2 separate regions of the Mus musculus genome follow, and region 1 is linked to region 2. The links are chromatin contacts, called in public Hi-C maps. All regions are on one chromosome and are shown on one strand. Each heading gives the region's core, a stretch centred on a gene start, on an enhancer-like site or on the middle of the called end of the contact. The rest is flanking DNA. Distances are from core to core; before and after follow the strand shown. Region 1 holds the start of Pcgf6 (polycomb group ring finger 6). Region 2 overlaps As3mt (arsenite methyltransferase).

Region 1 (3,454 bases), core at 228-2,727, 310 kb before region 2:
CGCTGAGCCATCTCTCCAGCCCCTGTTTTATTTTTTAAAGATTTTTGTTTTGTTTTGTTTTTGTTTTTCAAGACAGGGTTTCTCTGTGTAGCCCTGGCTGTCCTGGAACTCACTCTGTAGACCAGGTTGGCCTTGAATTCAGAAATCAGCCTGCCTATGCCTCCTGAGTGCTGGGATTAAAGGCATGTGTCACCACGCCCGGCCTTTTTTAAAGATTTATTTACTTTATATACACAGTAGCTGTCTTCAGACACACCCGAAGAGGGCTTAGGATCCCATTACAGATGGTTGTGAACCACCATGTGGTTGCTAGGATTTGAACTCATGCCCTCTGGAAGAGCAGTCAGTGCTCTTAACTGCTGAGCCATCTTTCCAGCCAGCCCTGGGTTTGTTTGTTTGTTTGTTTGTTTTAGACAGTGTTTCTCTGTTATGCTCTGGCTATCCTGGAACTCACTCTGTAGACTGGCCTAGGACTCAAGAGATTTGCCCGTTTCTGCCTCAGTGCTGGGATTAAAGGTTCCTTTACCACTTGGCTCCAATTGAAAACTATATTTTATTTATTTTTCATTTTTATGTGTAGCATGTTTTGCTTGCATATATGTATGTTCACCATTTGCATCCCTGGTGCCCAGAGAGGACAAAAGACAGCATCTGGAACTAGATGGTTGTGAACAGCCATTTGGGTGCTTGGAAGAGGGGTTCTTCTTAAAGGGCCTCTCTGCACGAGCATCGAAGTGCTCTTAACAGCTGGAGCCATCTTTCCAGCTCAAGACACCTCCACGTTTAACTGTCTCAATAGTGTTCAAAAGTCCAAAGACACCCTTCAGTGGGTAAGGTCTGGAACTTTTCTCTTCCTTTTGGAGACAGGGGTGTTGGAGTGCTGCCCAGGTGGGTCTCAAATTCCTTGGCTCTAACATTCTGCCTACTCAAGGCTGAAATTAATAAGTAGGTAACCATACTTGGCTTATGTGGTTATTCTTATCAAAGCTGTCCTCTAACTTTTCCCCCTCATTTCTCAGAAATCATTTCGCGAATCAGTTCTCTCCCTCTAACATGGGTATTGAACTCAGGTCGTCACACTTGGAGGCAAATTTTTTACCTGCTGAGCCAGCTTAGGGTTTTTGTTTGTTTGTTTGGTGAGACAAGGTCTTACTAAGTAGATAGATGCCATTAACCATGGACGGAAAACCACAATTAGTCCTCAAAATGAAACCATCACTCCTAATTCAAGAACACATGGCATCTAGAGTTCAATGTTCCATGAATAAACTGGTGCAAGTAAAATACTGAAACTGTAGCATTTTAGACTCTCCTGAACAGCACACTGCAGGCTTCGACCGCGAAAACCGGTGAGCTTCCTTCAAGGCGTGGCCCACACGCCCCGCCCCAACCTGAGCAGCTCCGCCTCACCTAGGTAGCCTAGGTGAACCACACTTCCCAGCGGCCTCTGCGGAGCGCCGGCGCCTGCGCACTGGTACGAAAGGGGGCTCGTGCTCAACTCGCGCGCTAGCCGTCCGACTCGCCTTGCCTCGCTCTCAACTCGCCAGATTTCTGATCCCCGCCATGGACGAGGCTGAGACGGACGCCACGGAAAACAAGCGCGCCTCTGAGGCCAAGCGAGCCTCAGCCATGCCGCCACCGCCACCGCCTCCGCCTCCCATCTCTCCGCCCGCCCTCATCCCGGCACCCGCGGCCGGCGAGGAGGGCCCGGCGTCCCTGGGCCAGGCGGGCGCTGCCGGCTGCTCTCGCTCTCGGCCCCCGGCGTTGGAGCCCGAGCGCAGCCTGGGCCGCTTGAGAGGCCGCTTCGAGGACTACGATGAAGAGTTGGAAGAGGAGGAGGAGATGGAGGAGGAAGAAGAGGAGGAGGAAGAGATGAGCCACTTCTCTCTGCGTCTGGAGTCCGGACGGGCAGACTCCGAGGACGAGGAGGAGGTATCGACGACCCTGCCAGACCTGGCTGCGCTCGAGCGGCCTCTGGGACCCAGCGGGGCGCAGACCTGTGGTTGCCGTTGTCGCTGGAGCTCGCGGCGCTTGTGTAGCGCTCCATCCCCGCCCACCCAGGCGTGGCCTCTCTCCGGCTTCATTTATTTTGTGGAGTCCTTGCAGATCATTTAGGGCACTCTGGGTCCCGTTTTTTTGTTTGTTTTTGTTTTTGTTTTTTTTACATTCTGTAAAAGTCTTTGCGTAACGTGGAGGGAGTTAGATGTCTAAGGCTACTGGCAGGTGTACTCTTTTTTTTCTGCAGGATGTTGAGAGGGTTTGGGACCCCTCCCCCATTAAAAATAAATAACAAATGTGTGAAGAAAGGCATCCCGGGGATAGGGTGTAGGCCAGTTGATACAGTGTATCTCTGCCCTGCAGGACGCTCGGAGTTCGAGTCACAGCACTGTCTACACTGGATGTGGTAGTAGACACTTGTTACTACCAACATTCGTGAGGCAGAGGCAGCAAGTTCAAAGTCATCCTTGGTAATGTGGGGAGACCAGGCAGGTTTAAGGGCTTTTTGTAAACCAACAAAAGAACAGGTGCCTTTCACTGTTAGTTTCCTATATGTCAGAGAACTGGGACCGCTTAGATACAGTGTTTTCTTTAGATTGGATATTTTGAAGGGTTGGAGTGCAATTAAGTTACACTGCTTATAATGAAATCTTGGGATCATGGCTTAACTTGTTTTGAAATGAGACCTTGTAGTGTTGGCTTTGGACTGGGTTTGATGTTGTGATTTTAAAAAGATAAAGGGGTATTAATATATGTTCTATGGGGGTGTGGCGAGGTGTGGGGGAAGGGGGTGCCCCAGCGGGCCCATGCCAAGGCATCCCTTACCCCTGAGGGACCAGCCACACGACGATATAGTATAGAATAGAGTTTATTCAGGGCATGGGGAGGGAAGTTAAGAGGGTAGTAGAGGCAGAGAGAGAGAGACAGAGTAGAGAAGTGGAGGAGGGCCATGACCACGTGTAGAGAGGGCGGGAAGGGAATGGGGAGAGAGATGGAGCAAGGGAGGGAAGAGGCAAGGGAGAGAAGCAGGAGTAAGAGGAGGGGGCAAGCAGTCCCTTTTATAGTGGGCCAAACCTACCTAGCTGTTGCCAGGTAACTGTGGGGAGGAGCATACCTGGCTGTTGCCAAGTAACTGTGGGGGTGGAGTCCAGACCCTACCAACACTCTTGGGCTCAGATGTCACAGCTGACTTGTGTAAGTTGGAATATAGGCATTAGACTTCCTACTTGCAGCTAGCTTCTGAATTTGAGAAGGGAAAGGCTTGTATCCTAAAATGGTTACTGTTGCACTTACAGCGCCTGATAAACCTTGTCGAGCTGACCCCCTACATCCTGTGTTCGATTTGCAAAGGTTACCTGATAGATGCAACCACCATTACAGAGTGTCTTCATACCTGTAAGCACATAGTTCGCATTTCCGAATGGTGTTTTAAAAATGTGAAGATGTCTGTAAACCA
Region 2 (3,276 bases), core at 644-3,143:
AAGAACCCAAAGGCCAGCCTGGTCGACAAAGTGAGCTCCAGGACAGCCAGGGCTACACAGAGGAAACCCTGTCTCAAAAACCAAAAAAAAAAAAAAACCCAAGTGTGTTGCATATGCATACGAACATACATACATACTTACATACATACATACTTACATACATACATACATGAGAGTGCTTGCTGCACTTGCGAAGGATCTGAGTTTGGGTCTAGGTACCCACATCACATGGCTCACAACCACAGGAGCAGATGTCACTTTAGACATCCCTAGCCTGCAACATACGTGTTCATTTACGTGAAAAAGAAAGAAGTGACCGACAAGTCTAGTCAACAGAATGGCTGGGTCACCTTTCCTCTTTATTGCATCCCTCTGAAAGGGCCATCCTGCGCTCAGGGAGTCTGCAGTGTGCTCGACCTCGCCAGTCTCACACTGCAGTCAATTGTAGCTGGGCACATAAGGGACTTTAGAGCCAGCAGCCTGAGTTGAATCAGGGTTCCTGAGACAAAGAGGGCGGGACAAAACTGTCTGTCAAAGTCAGTATGAGGGCACTCAGAATTCTGGAATGTCCCATTGGGAACATATCTCTTTTGAAAAAGATGAATCTGCCCTTAGAACTCACCCCAGTGTTCTATGGGCCTAAGCATCCTCAGACTCCCTAATTAAACACCTCTGAGGCCATGCTAACCTCACCTCTTCCTCTAGTGCCCAAATTCTCCTTTGCTGGGATCTCAGAATGACCAAGATTTTCTCACCAAAGCTTCTGTTGTTGAAGGCTGTTCCTTGCTCGTTTTTGAGGCCAGGTCTCACATACCCCAGGCTGGCTCACACTCTCTGTGGAGCTGGGGAGGGAGGACCTGTGCTTCTGGTCCTCCCAGCTCTACCTCCGAGTGCTGGGGCCTTAGGTTGTGCTGCCTCTCCTGGTTTCGCCTGGTACTGGAGAGCAAACGCAGAGCTTCCTGCCTAGACTACCAGGCAAGTATTCTACCAGCTGGACTGTGCCCTGGCCCCAGGGTTTACGTCTGATTTATCAGATCCTGATAAGGACCTGTGTCCCGTCATTGATTCTTCCTTTAATCCTCATAACTTCTTTAATATGGGCCCTAGAAGCAAACCCAGCATTTCCCTAAAGGTTTAATGAGAGCACCTTACAAGGGGAGAGAAATCCTGTTTGGATCTCTTAGCTTTCCTTTTTTCAAAAACATCACTTAAGACAGATGACGGGGGGGGGGGGGGGGGCTGGAGAGATGACTCAGCAGTTAAGAGAACTGACTGCTCTTCAAGAGGTCCTGTGTTCAAATCCCTGTGTTATTGTGTTATGACCCATGGGATCTGATTCCCTCTTCTGGTGTGTGTGAAAACAGAATATATATATATATATATATATATATTTTTTTTTTTTTTTTTTTTGGTTTTTTGAGACAGGGTTTCTCTGTATAGCCCTGGCTGTCCTGGAACTCACTCTGTAGATCAGGCTGGCCTCGAACTCAAAGATCCGCCTGCCTCTGCCTCCCAAGTGCTGGGATTAAAGGCGTGTGCCACCATGCCCGGCATAAAATATTTTTAAAAAGACAAACTACAGACATCCATTGTGGTATCAATTATCAAGGTGAACTGAAGTCAAATTTATTTTTTATTTGTTTTCTTTTTCATTCAGTTACAGAGAAAAAAATTGCAGACAGCAACCTAAAGAATACTCCTAGCAAATTTGAGTTGACAATCTTTTGTCATGGTTAGCATAAATTTAGTAAGTACTGTGCTTCCTGGTAACCACAGAGAAGAACCCAGAGGTGTCCTGTGGTAGGCCAGAAGGAAGATAATTCTCACAACGTTGATGATGCCTTTGGCCCTTTGAGTAAACCTTGGGCTTCCAAGTTCTACTTCTGACCACTAGGTGGCACCAGAACTCTGAGATAGAGAAATAGAAAAGCAGGCGATTTGCTGTGAACCTTCAATTAACATCCTCTAAAAGTCACTCTTATTCTTAGCAGTGGTCTAGCTTGTGGTGGCTTTGCCACCTTCACATAATCTGTGCACTGGCGAAGAGCAGGCTAAGAAGCCTCTGTGACTGTCCTTTAGCCACCCTCTTGAGCCCGGTGGGCTCCGCGCTGGCTGTAGATCTAGCAGTTTTTCCTCTTGCCACAGCAGCCTCCCGTGCCTTCAGGTGCATGTCTGGGCTTCATCTTGTCAGAGTCCTCTGCAAGCTTGAATGGATCTCTGATTAGAACCTGTCAAAAGACAAAGCAGAATGAGCATACAGAGGGGCACTGAAGCACCCCAACATTGATATTTCTGTTTGATGTGGGCTGATTTATCAAGGAAAGAGAAAATGTTAACCCTGTCCACCCTTGGAGGAGCACTGCCATCCTTTTGGGAGCACTGTCACCCTTGGAGGAGCACTGCCACCCTTTTGGGAGCACTGTCACCCTTGGAGGAGCACTGCCACCCTTGCGGGAGCACTGCCACTCTAGAATACAAATAACCTTTTAAGATAAGCCTTGTGGTACATAAATCTGTCCCCTACCTCAGCAATGTAGAAGTGGAGGCAGAAGGATCTGGACTTAAGATCATCTTTGATTGAATAGTGAGTTGGAGGCCAGCCTGGGCTACAAGTTAAGGAACAAAAGATGACTCTATGTTCTGGAAGCTCTAATTAGATTATCAGTCACTCTTCCAGGGTAACCTTTACTTTGTTCAAGAAAGGGAGGATTAATTTTTGGGTTTGTTGTTGTTGTTTTTGTTTCTTTTGAGACAGAGTTCCATGTAGCCCAGGCTGGCTTCCAACTCACAATGATACTAAGAGAATGTTGAGGGTATATACACATACACACACACACCCCACACACCCCAATTCATGCTGTGCTGGGGACTGAACCCAGGCTCTGTGCACGCAGACGAGAACTTTACCAGCTGAACTAGAACTCCACCCCAAAAGCGACTTTTATTGTTGTTCTGAGATTGTCTTACACTGAAACCTAGGTCGGCCTGGAACTCTTGGTGATCCTCCTGCCTCAGTTTCTTAAGTGCTGAAGCTACCATAGCCTGCTTAAAAGTAGTCTCTGCTGGGCCAGGGAAGCTGATTTCCCCCAATTGATTCCATGAGATTCCATGAGATGAGATCCTCATGAGCAAGCGCCTTTTACCCTTGGAACGGAAATCCTGAAATGCTATCTATGCCCTGTCCTCCAGAACTCTGTGCACGAGGCAGGAATGCTAAGTCTGCTGATGTCCAGATTAGAGATGGCCATCTCCAGTCACCCTGACCGTGGAGTGCAG

The links. Hi-C and Micro-C count contacts between places; a contact is called where the count stands out from the background.
Region 1: a contact with region 2 is called in a Hi-C map of bone marrow-derived macrophages, with 20 read pairs. The contact joins the promoter of Pcgf6 here to the enhancer-like site in region 2. A contact is called at or near these places in 3 of 39 promoter capture datasets (cranial neural crest, neural stem cells and second pharyngeal arch cranial neural crest), 22 of 484 Hi-C or Micro-C datasets (B cells, the C2C12 cell line, the G1E-ER4 cell line and 17 more), 9 of 115 datasets of contacts at active chromatin or transcription factors (the HPC-7 cell line, bone marrow-derived macrophages, effector CD8 T cells and 5 more) and 3 of 9 other capture datasets (adipose tissue, liver and pancreatic islet).

The regions. Positions count from the first base shown.
Region 1 is chr19:47,048,929-47,052,382 of GRCm38.p6, reverse strand. Pcgf6 (polycomb group ring finger 6) reads left to right here and starts at 1,477. Exons shown (of 10, transcript NM_027654.3): 1 at 1,477-1,932; 2 at 3,294-3,393. The coding sequence starts at 1,564.
Region 2 is chr19:46,739,413-46,742,688 of GRCm38.p6, reverse strand. It overlaps As3mt (arsenite methyltransferase), which reads right to left. Exons shown (of 11, transcript NM_020577.3): 11 at 1,594-2,228. The coding sequence ends at 2,121. Among named protein-coding and RNA genes, the nearest start is that of Cnnm2, 21 kb to the left of the region's middle. Within about 2 kb of position 1,893, at least 8 of the 459 cell types and tissues checked have an H3K27ac peak or open chromatin away from gene starts, as enhancers often do. A contact at or near this core is called in bone marrow-derived macrophages, where this site is marked.